Regions from separate parts of the Salmo salar genome. Here region 2 is linked to region 1. Evidence: chromatin contacts called from public Hi-C data. All regions are on one chromosome and are shown on one strand. The core of a region is the stretch at or near the end of the contact, and the rest is flanking DNA. Distances in the headings are between cores, read along the strand shown. Region 1 overlaps epb41l2 (erythrocyte membrane protein band 4.1 like 2). Region 2 holds the start of epb41l2 (erythrocyte membrane protein band 4.1 like 2).

What was found. Hi-C and Micro-C count contacts between places; a contact is called where the count stands out from the background.
Region 2: a contact with region 1 is called in a Hi-C map of muscle, with 6 times the contacts expected there. The contact joins the promoter of epb41l2 here to the enhancer-like site in region 1. A contact is called at or near these places in 3 of 3 Hi-C or Micro-C datasets (blood, gill and muscle).

What each region holds. Positions count from the first base shown.
Region 1 is chrssa06:61,117,121-61,121,014 of Ssal_v3.1, reverse strand. It overlaps epb41l2 (erythrocyte membrane protein band 4.1 like 2), which reads left to right. Exons shown (of 23, transcript XM_014205074.2): 10 at 53-150; 11 at 2,304-2,476. Among protein-coding and RNA genes, the nearest start is that of LOC106607762, 29 kb to the right of the region's middle. Within about 2 kb of position 1,679, at least 1 of the 13 cell types and tissues checked has an H3K27ac peak or open chromatin away from gene starts, as enhancers often do. A contact at or near this core is called in muscle, where this site is marked.
Region 2 is chrssa06:61,187,032-61,190,925 of Ssal_v3.1, reverse strand. epb41l2 (erythrocyte membrane protein band 4.1 like 2) reads left to right here and starts at 2,072. Exons shown (of 23, transcript XM_014205074.2): 1 at 2,072-2,563. It overlaps LOC106607761 (A-kinase anchoring protein 7), which reads right to left and starts at 567. Exons shown (of 10, transcript XM_014205097.2): 1 at 420-567.

The sequences.
Region 1 (3,894 bases), core at 430-2,929:
TAAGCTAGTCTCCAGTACTCAGGGGAACTCACGTCTATACTTTGCTTTCCAGACAGAGCAGTTTGAGAGCTCTGTGGGCTTCAAGCTGCCCAACCACCGTGCTGCCAAGAGGGTCTGGAAGGTCTGCGTGGAGAATCACACCTTCTTCAGGTAACAATCACACTGTCAGCATCCACGTCAACGACCCCTACATTTCTGTTGAACTTAATCCTGTTCACCTCGAACTCACTGCATCAGACTTGAAAAGATGTCTGAACTAGGAAGAGCTAGTGTGTTAGGTCCTTTGAAGTCTGTTGTTTTTGAATGATTGCACCATTCGTTAAAATGTTCTGTTCCACCTTTTTAAATCCATCTACAGGCCCTTTCTAACCTGTTGACTCTGTGAAATGCGTGTCTAAGCTAACACAGACAGTCGGAGCCCATGTCAAACCACAGTGGAGCATGTTAAATTGCATTTCCCCCCACAGTCTGAAGTGTGTACCAACTGGAGTGTGTAATTGGCCAGTCTCTAGGGAGCACTAAGTTCCTCCGAGTCTTCCTGTCCAGTGAAAAGACTGAAGAGATGGAGCACAGTGGAGTGGAGCAAGGCCATTGTGCACTTATTTGTTTAAGCAGCTTCTCCGTCCGAGGCCTAAAGCCATGGCCATTATCATGCGCTTAAACTGTCTTCTTAGCGTCCGCTCTGCAGGGATGTATCATTAAGGAAGGAACTGTCCCCCACTGGGGATTAAGAATGAGCAAACATTTAATATCCTTTAGGAAAGCAGAGTCCCTCAGAGCCACTGATAGAGATGTCTTTCAACCGTGAAACCCCAACTTCTCCCTCCCAGATCAGCCCGTCCCTTGGGGGTTCATCTGTCTTGACGTCATTTGAAACGCAACGCCCTATGGTTGGAATCACCCCAGCAACACATCACGTTAAATAAATCCCACCTGCTGCGCCTCGCATTGTTTGACAGTTTGTAAGAGGAGTGTCGGCCCATGACAAATTGCAACCAGATTCACCATGGAGATCCTCGGCTGTTTAATCGAGCTATGTTGTTCTTGGCACAGATGACAAGGAGGGGAGCCACAGCCTCAACAAATGCAAAGCAAAAAAATCACTCGCTGCCTTCAACCCAACCACTAATAGCCAAAAGCCCAATCGCACCTCTCTCCTCTATTATTCAGATCCTCTGTGTGCTAAATCAACTCCAAATAATGACTCTCCTTAAACTGCCATCTGCTTAATGGTCTTGTACACTGATATCAACACCAATGAGAGCTTTAATTGGCCCGGTCATTATCGGTTTGGGCCAAAGAGCTTGACCAAAGAGCTTGATCAAATAGCGGCTTCTTTTGTACTGTGTTGTGAAGGCATGATGTCATGTCAGACCCAGGCCCTGGCTGTGCTGGGATGGAGAAGTCGTGCCGGGGCTGCTGCGATCATGATGGAATCCACGGAGACTCTGACACACCAGCAGCACGCCCAGGGCCAGCGTGTTTGAATGGGGTTGAAATCATCTCTGGCCTGCACGCACCTGTGTTTAAACAACAGACCCCCGCCCCAATGAGCCTGTATAAGAGCAGAGAGCAAGAGCCTCACTTTATGGACGCCACTGTGGCTAAACCTGACACCACTAGGACGACGCCAGAGACATCTGGACTGAGTGCCTCTCCCCTCTGCTCCAGCCTGCCGGCCCCTCAGGCTGGGCACAGGCCTGTTTGAAGGAACTTCTGCTCTGTAGGGGGGGTGGTGTGTGTGTGTGTGTGAGAGAGAGAGCGAAATGTCTGATTTAAGGGGCTCTGCGAAGTGAATGGGGAGAGCTGGACGGGCAGGAAACCCTGTCGCCATAGGAGATTAAGGATAGGGGCAGGGAGGTTTGCGACCAGCCCTCCCCCACTTCCACCTCTGTCTCCCGATAATATTTAGTCCCAAACACAGCTGTGACTCAGAGCAGAGCCAGCTAAGGGGAATAAGAGACGGCTAAATGTTCGGCGCCCTTTACAGCTATGTTTACTTATGGTCACTGACAAACAATGAGACTGTTGAATGGATCCCTTATACCTGCGTCTTCATGACTCATCCTTAGCCATCTCTGTGTGTAAATAGAGAGGTTATGTTTATCACTTTGGCTTCAGCGGTTGGCACAGTTTACTGGCATGAAATAGATTTTTCATTGGAAGAAAATCTAGTACTCTTATCTACTCTCACGGTCTTCCAGTAAACTGAAATAAGTTTTGCATACTGCCACTAAACTGGATATGAAAAAGTTTGTTTTCAGAATAGTATTGATCTTATTTTGGTCCTATTCTCTCTCCAGGTTGATGACTCCAGAAGCGCCCACTAAAGCCAAGTTTCTCACGCTGGGCTCCAAGTTCAGATACAGTGGGCGGACCCAGGCCCAGACACGACAGGCCAGCACCCTCATCGACAGGCCGGCACCCTACTTCGAGCGAACCTCCAGCAAGCGTATCTCACGAAGCCTGGATGGAGGTAGGCCGTGGCACTAGACAAACACGCACATTTAGGATGCCGTATTACTATGCTCACTACCTTAAACTATGGGCTCCGCTGAGTCAATCCATAGCCATCTCTGCAGGAGGAGTGGAGAGTGTTACTCAGTGGAATATGGCCTCTACACCCGGCCTACACAAGCAGTAAGTCTCTTTGTGAACATCAGGGAGCTCTCATTAAGTCCACTCAAGGCAAACGCCGTAGGGGACCGTCACAGAACCACCTCCTACCTCCGGCCTCACCATCAAAGAGATGTTTAGAGAAACTGCTGGAGAAACACTCTAAACCAGAGAGGGTGCGAAGGAGGGAAGGGAACAAAGGGACCCGCAGGATGAGAGGAAAACCATTACAGTGAGACGTACAAAAAGAAACACAACCCAGTTCAGATGTCTCTATATGACCGCAATCCTCAACATGCCTCGGCATGCGTTCTGTTTCGTCCCGATCAACCGTTAACGTTTAGATCACACTACACCATCCTCCTAGTTTGTTCAAACTGTCTCGTCTGAATTGTTTAGAGTGGAGCCAGTGTCCTGTACGGTCTCAGCCAGTGAGTGTGTAGCTAGCTGTATGCATGACTTCCTCCCCATCATGGGCATTTGGTTAGATATGGGAAATGGCTCCAACATCTGTTTCCCTTTGTTGGGAATGACTGTGGATGAATCCGGACTCATTCTTCTTGACCAGGGGATTTCAAAAGTGTTTCTATGGCTGGACCTGGGCTGTATACGTGACATTATACATTTACCATGGGAAAGAAACAATGCCACTAAAGCAATGAAGGATGTTGTCAGTCCAAGGCCCACGTGGACTATTAGGCCTATTTTCAACCATGAAAGTGTTCTAGAACTTGCTCTGAGCAAAACGTAGTGTCTAGTTGATTTGTGGAATTAGACTGAAATGCAGTAGTACTGGACTGTTGCCTGCAAGCAGGCTGCCATGAAGATTAAATGCAGGTGATGCTGAAAGTGTTGTAGTAATTAAACCCGGGAATCTAAGCTTGAACATGTACGGTGGTTCCTGTGACAGAACGAATAGCGTGTAATATTGACCCATCGGCATTTCGCTTCCCGCTACATCAGCACTAATCTAGGAGGAGAGTACTAGCTCGACAAACATGAATCACCAAATGAATGTTGGTTACTCAATACTCTACGTTGCCGTGAGTAGCCTACAAAGATTGAATGAGACGAGGGCTTTTGCCCTTCTTTCTCCCTCTGTCTGGCTTGTAGATCTGAAGGTACTAGGATAACTAAATCAAATATCCCAAATACCCTGAGTGCACCAGGGCCATCCATTACTCTACTCTACTCAGTCCAGCTGTGGGCTAACCTGGCCTACTCTGGAATCTCCTTTCTTTGCTTCCTTCCCTCCTTTCCACTCCTGTATGTAGGTCC
Region 2 (3,894 bases), core at 823-3,322, 70 kb before region 1:
AAAATAGTAAAGTGTTGCTTACGGCTAGCGTAGCTAGCTAACATGGTTCGCTACACATGTAAACACAGGTCTACGGATACTCAAAAGGATCAAATTACATACGCAAACGACAACTAAAGTTACCGTTGTCATATGACATTCTCGTGCTCAACGCTACAGTTTTGGAACATCATGGTAATGTTACCTTTTGTATTTGTTTGTCTGTAAACGACAAAATCAGCTGTTTACTCTTCAGAATATAAAAAATATCATAATACAGATGTAGTGATGTTGATTAGTAACACACTTTGTATTTGACACTGTTACTGAAACAATGTTTCACTTTCTGCTAACTGATACAGTAACGTTAGCTAGTGATAATAGGGTGAGGCCATATTACAATATTGTACAGGTAACGTGTTTACGAAATAATACATTACCTTCAACAGCTAAATTCAGAGCACTCATTTCTCTCACTAAATGCTGAGAGTTGTCCGTCACTTTTGTGCCTGGGAACTGCTACTTTCTTAAAACAAATAGCCAGCAACAGGTGGTGATATAGTATCAGTTAATGCGCTATTGCCTCAGACTAGGCCACAGAGGACCCCCAGGACATGGTTTGTAACGCACACATGCTGTGTAGGTGGCGTGGTGAACAACATACACAAAATAGATCAGAGCTCTTATAACTATCTGAGTACTGTTTATCTCTTCTCTTCATGTATATAATAACTGAGGGGAAAAGACTGATCAAATCAATACACACCTTATTGTATTTGTGTTAGTGACAGTTATCAGCTTTGTAATTTCAGCCATGTGTTGCCTCTTGTAAAATGACACTGAAGTCACATATATTGAGGTGATCCTGAAGGACAGATCTCACAACAAGCCAGTAGTTTGTCATCATAACATTGAGTCCAATTCACCTGCTGAAGCTTATGCAGTATTGAAATTACATTAAAAACATTCATTTAATTTCTGTTAAATCTCCATACAATCCATGAGAAGAAGTACAACCGCACTCCTTCCTTGTTCACCATCCTCTCCTCAGGTAACACCTGTATTGTTTGCAGGGCAAACAGTGCCTTGAAAGAAAAAGGTTCACATACGTGCTTCTGTCTCTACCTTTCACGCCTTTGTTTGTGTTGTAACTGTAAACCACTGGATTTGGTTTCAGGTTGTGGGGGAGATATCTGCCATCACAGAAAGGGAACAGGTGTAATAGCAGGACCAGTTTGGCGACTTTTTCTTGAACTAAACAGAAACAGACAGGTGAACGCATGGAATGTCTCTCCCCATCTTACCCCTTGTGCCCATGTCATTTGTAGTACAGTCTCTGAGGTGAGTAAGAATCTGAAATGCCTATATTTGCTTAAAGTTCCTTCCTCCAGGATATGTGACATGGGGTGCAGTGTTACACAACAGCAACCATTCATAGAACCACAATTAAGATGTTTTACATGTAAATTGTAGCCATGTATGTGTTTTATAAAAATCAAGACTTATTTTTACACTGAAGTATTCTTAATGTACAATGTAATCTCAAAGATGTGTAAATTGATTGCGGTATGTACTGAATGTCCGTCATTAAAGGCATGTGCATGCCGTCATGAAACAGATTATAATGTGGAGGATTAAAATTCATGGATTTTTAGTCATTCCATCAGTTCCACTGTCATGCACCTGTACATGGCAGTCATCCTGCGTCATGGAGGGTATTGCATGAAAAGGTTATGAAGAGAGCAGTTGCTGTTGTCTCAATCAGTCAAACAATGACAGTGGAGCTGCTGCTTTAAAAAGTAGAGGATTTTGAACCAGGCTGCCTGTGTTCAAGGCTCAGACCCAAGGTAGCATCGAGAGGATTTACTTGCACACAGAGTGTGACAGTCACTGCTCCAAGTACTTCTTCTTTCTCCCTCTTAATCCACTGTTGACTTTAACACTAGCCATCCTCATTGGTCGGCAGTAAGGAGAACTAGCGGATACTCTATTTTCATCCCATTGGAATTTGCTTCATTGAAGGCAAACCTGGACCTAGCTCTTCTACCACAGGTGATGTTAACCTAGAACAACCTCTTTGCCAACAAAAAGTGAGCAGCCAGGATATCTTTTAATGCAGTTGTTTTTTAATGAATTTAATAGCTACAGTACGGGCCAGATGGTGAATTGTGAATTCTTCTAACTAATCCCTTTGGGTAAATCTGCATAGCCACCATGTTCCGGGATTTGACAAGAAACAACAACCGTGGGTGGTTAAGAAAGGACAGTTTGATTCCCTGGTAGTATCACTGCACATATCATGCTAATCAACTGGAACTAGGATTTATCTGTCGGTAATCTGTAATTGATAAATCGGTGGTTTAAAACAGGAACAACATTATTGAGGTACATAATTTCTCTTTTACTTCTGGTTTTAAATTCTACATGGGTGTGGTCTTACGTTGCATACCTCTGACAGCATGTACAACTATTACATTAATACAAGATGGGCATAATTCTCCCTTTGTCTTTGTTTTGCACCTGTCTTTCTTGGGATGTACCGGTGGACCTGGCTGTCATCTGGGATCATGTTCATCTTCTGCTGGTGAGTTGGATGTTACTTTTACTTTGTGTGAAGAAAGATGGAATATGGATAGTTCAATCAATTCAAACTTTATTTGCCACATGCGCCAAATACAACAAGTGTAGACTTTACCGTGAAATGCTTACTTACAAGCCCTTAACCAACAGTGCACTTCAAGAAGAAAATATTTACCAAGTAGGCTAAAATAAAAAGTAATACACTGACTCGATACCGGGCACCGTTACCGAGTCAGTATGCAGGGGTACAGGCTAGTTGAGGTAATCTGTACATGTAGGTGGGGGCGAAGTGACTATGCATAGGTAACAAACAAACAGCTAGTAGCAGCAGTGTAGAAGGGGGGGGGGGGGTCAATGTAAATTGTGCGGTGGTGATTTTTATGAATTGTTCAGCAGTCTAATGGCTTGGGGTTAGAAGCTGTTGAGGGGCCTGTTGGTCCTAGACTTGGCGCTCCGGTACCGCTTGCTGTGCGGTAGCAGAGAAAACAGTCTATAACTTGGGTGACTGGAGTCTCTGACAATTTTATGGGCTTTCCTCTGACACCGCTTATTATATAGGTCCTGGATGGCAGGAAGCTTGGCTCTAGTGATGTACTGGGCCGTTCGCACTACCCTCTGTAGCGCCTTACGGTCAGACGCCGAGCAGTTGCCATACCAGGCGGTGATGCAACCGGTAAGGATGCTCTCGATGGTGCAGATGTAGAACCTTTTGACGATCTGGGGGCCCATGCCAAATCTTTTCAGTCTCCAGAGGGGGGGGAAGAGGTTTTGTCATGCCCTCTTCACAACTGTCATGGTATGTTTGGACCATGATAGTTCGTTGGTGATGTGGACACCAAGGAACTTGAAACTCTCGACCCGCTCCACTACAGCCCCGTTGATGTTAATGGGGGCCTGTTCGGCCCGCCGCTTCCTGTAGTCCACGATCAGCTCCTTTGTCTTGCTCACATTGAGGGAGAGGTTGTTGTCCTGGCACCACACAGCCAGTTCTCTGACCTCCTCCCATAGGCCGTCTCATCGTTGTCGGTGATCAGGCCTATCACTGTTGTGTCGTCAGCAAACTTAATGATGGTGTTGGAGTCGTGTTTGGCCACGTAGTCGTGGGTGAACAGGCAATGTATCAAGAACTGCATATTTGGCTATTTTTGTTTGCATTTGTGTTTTAATCCTATTTGAAATTGACCTTTCAAAAACCTTTTGACCAAAAGAATTTGCTCTTTAAAATGTGATTCTTCAGTCTATTTTATGTGTTATTTGGTTGGCTGAAAATAAGATGTTGGTTTCATCATGGTTTGATGTTTCAGATGTTGGCTTTTTGACACAACCCTATCACAG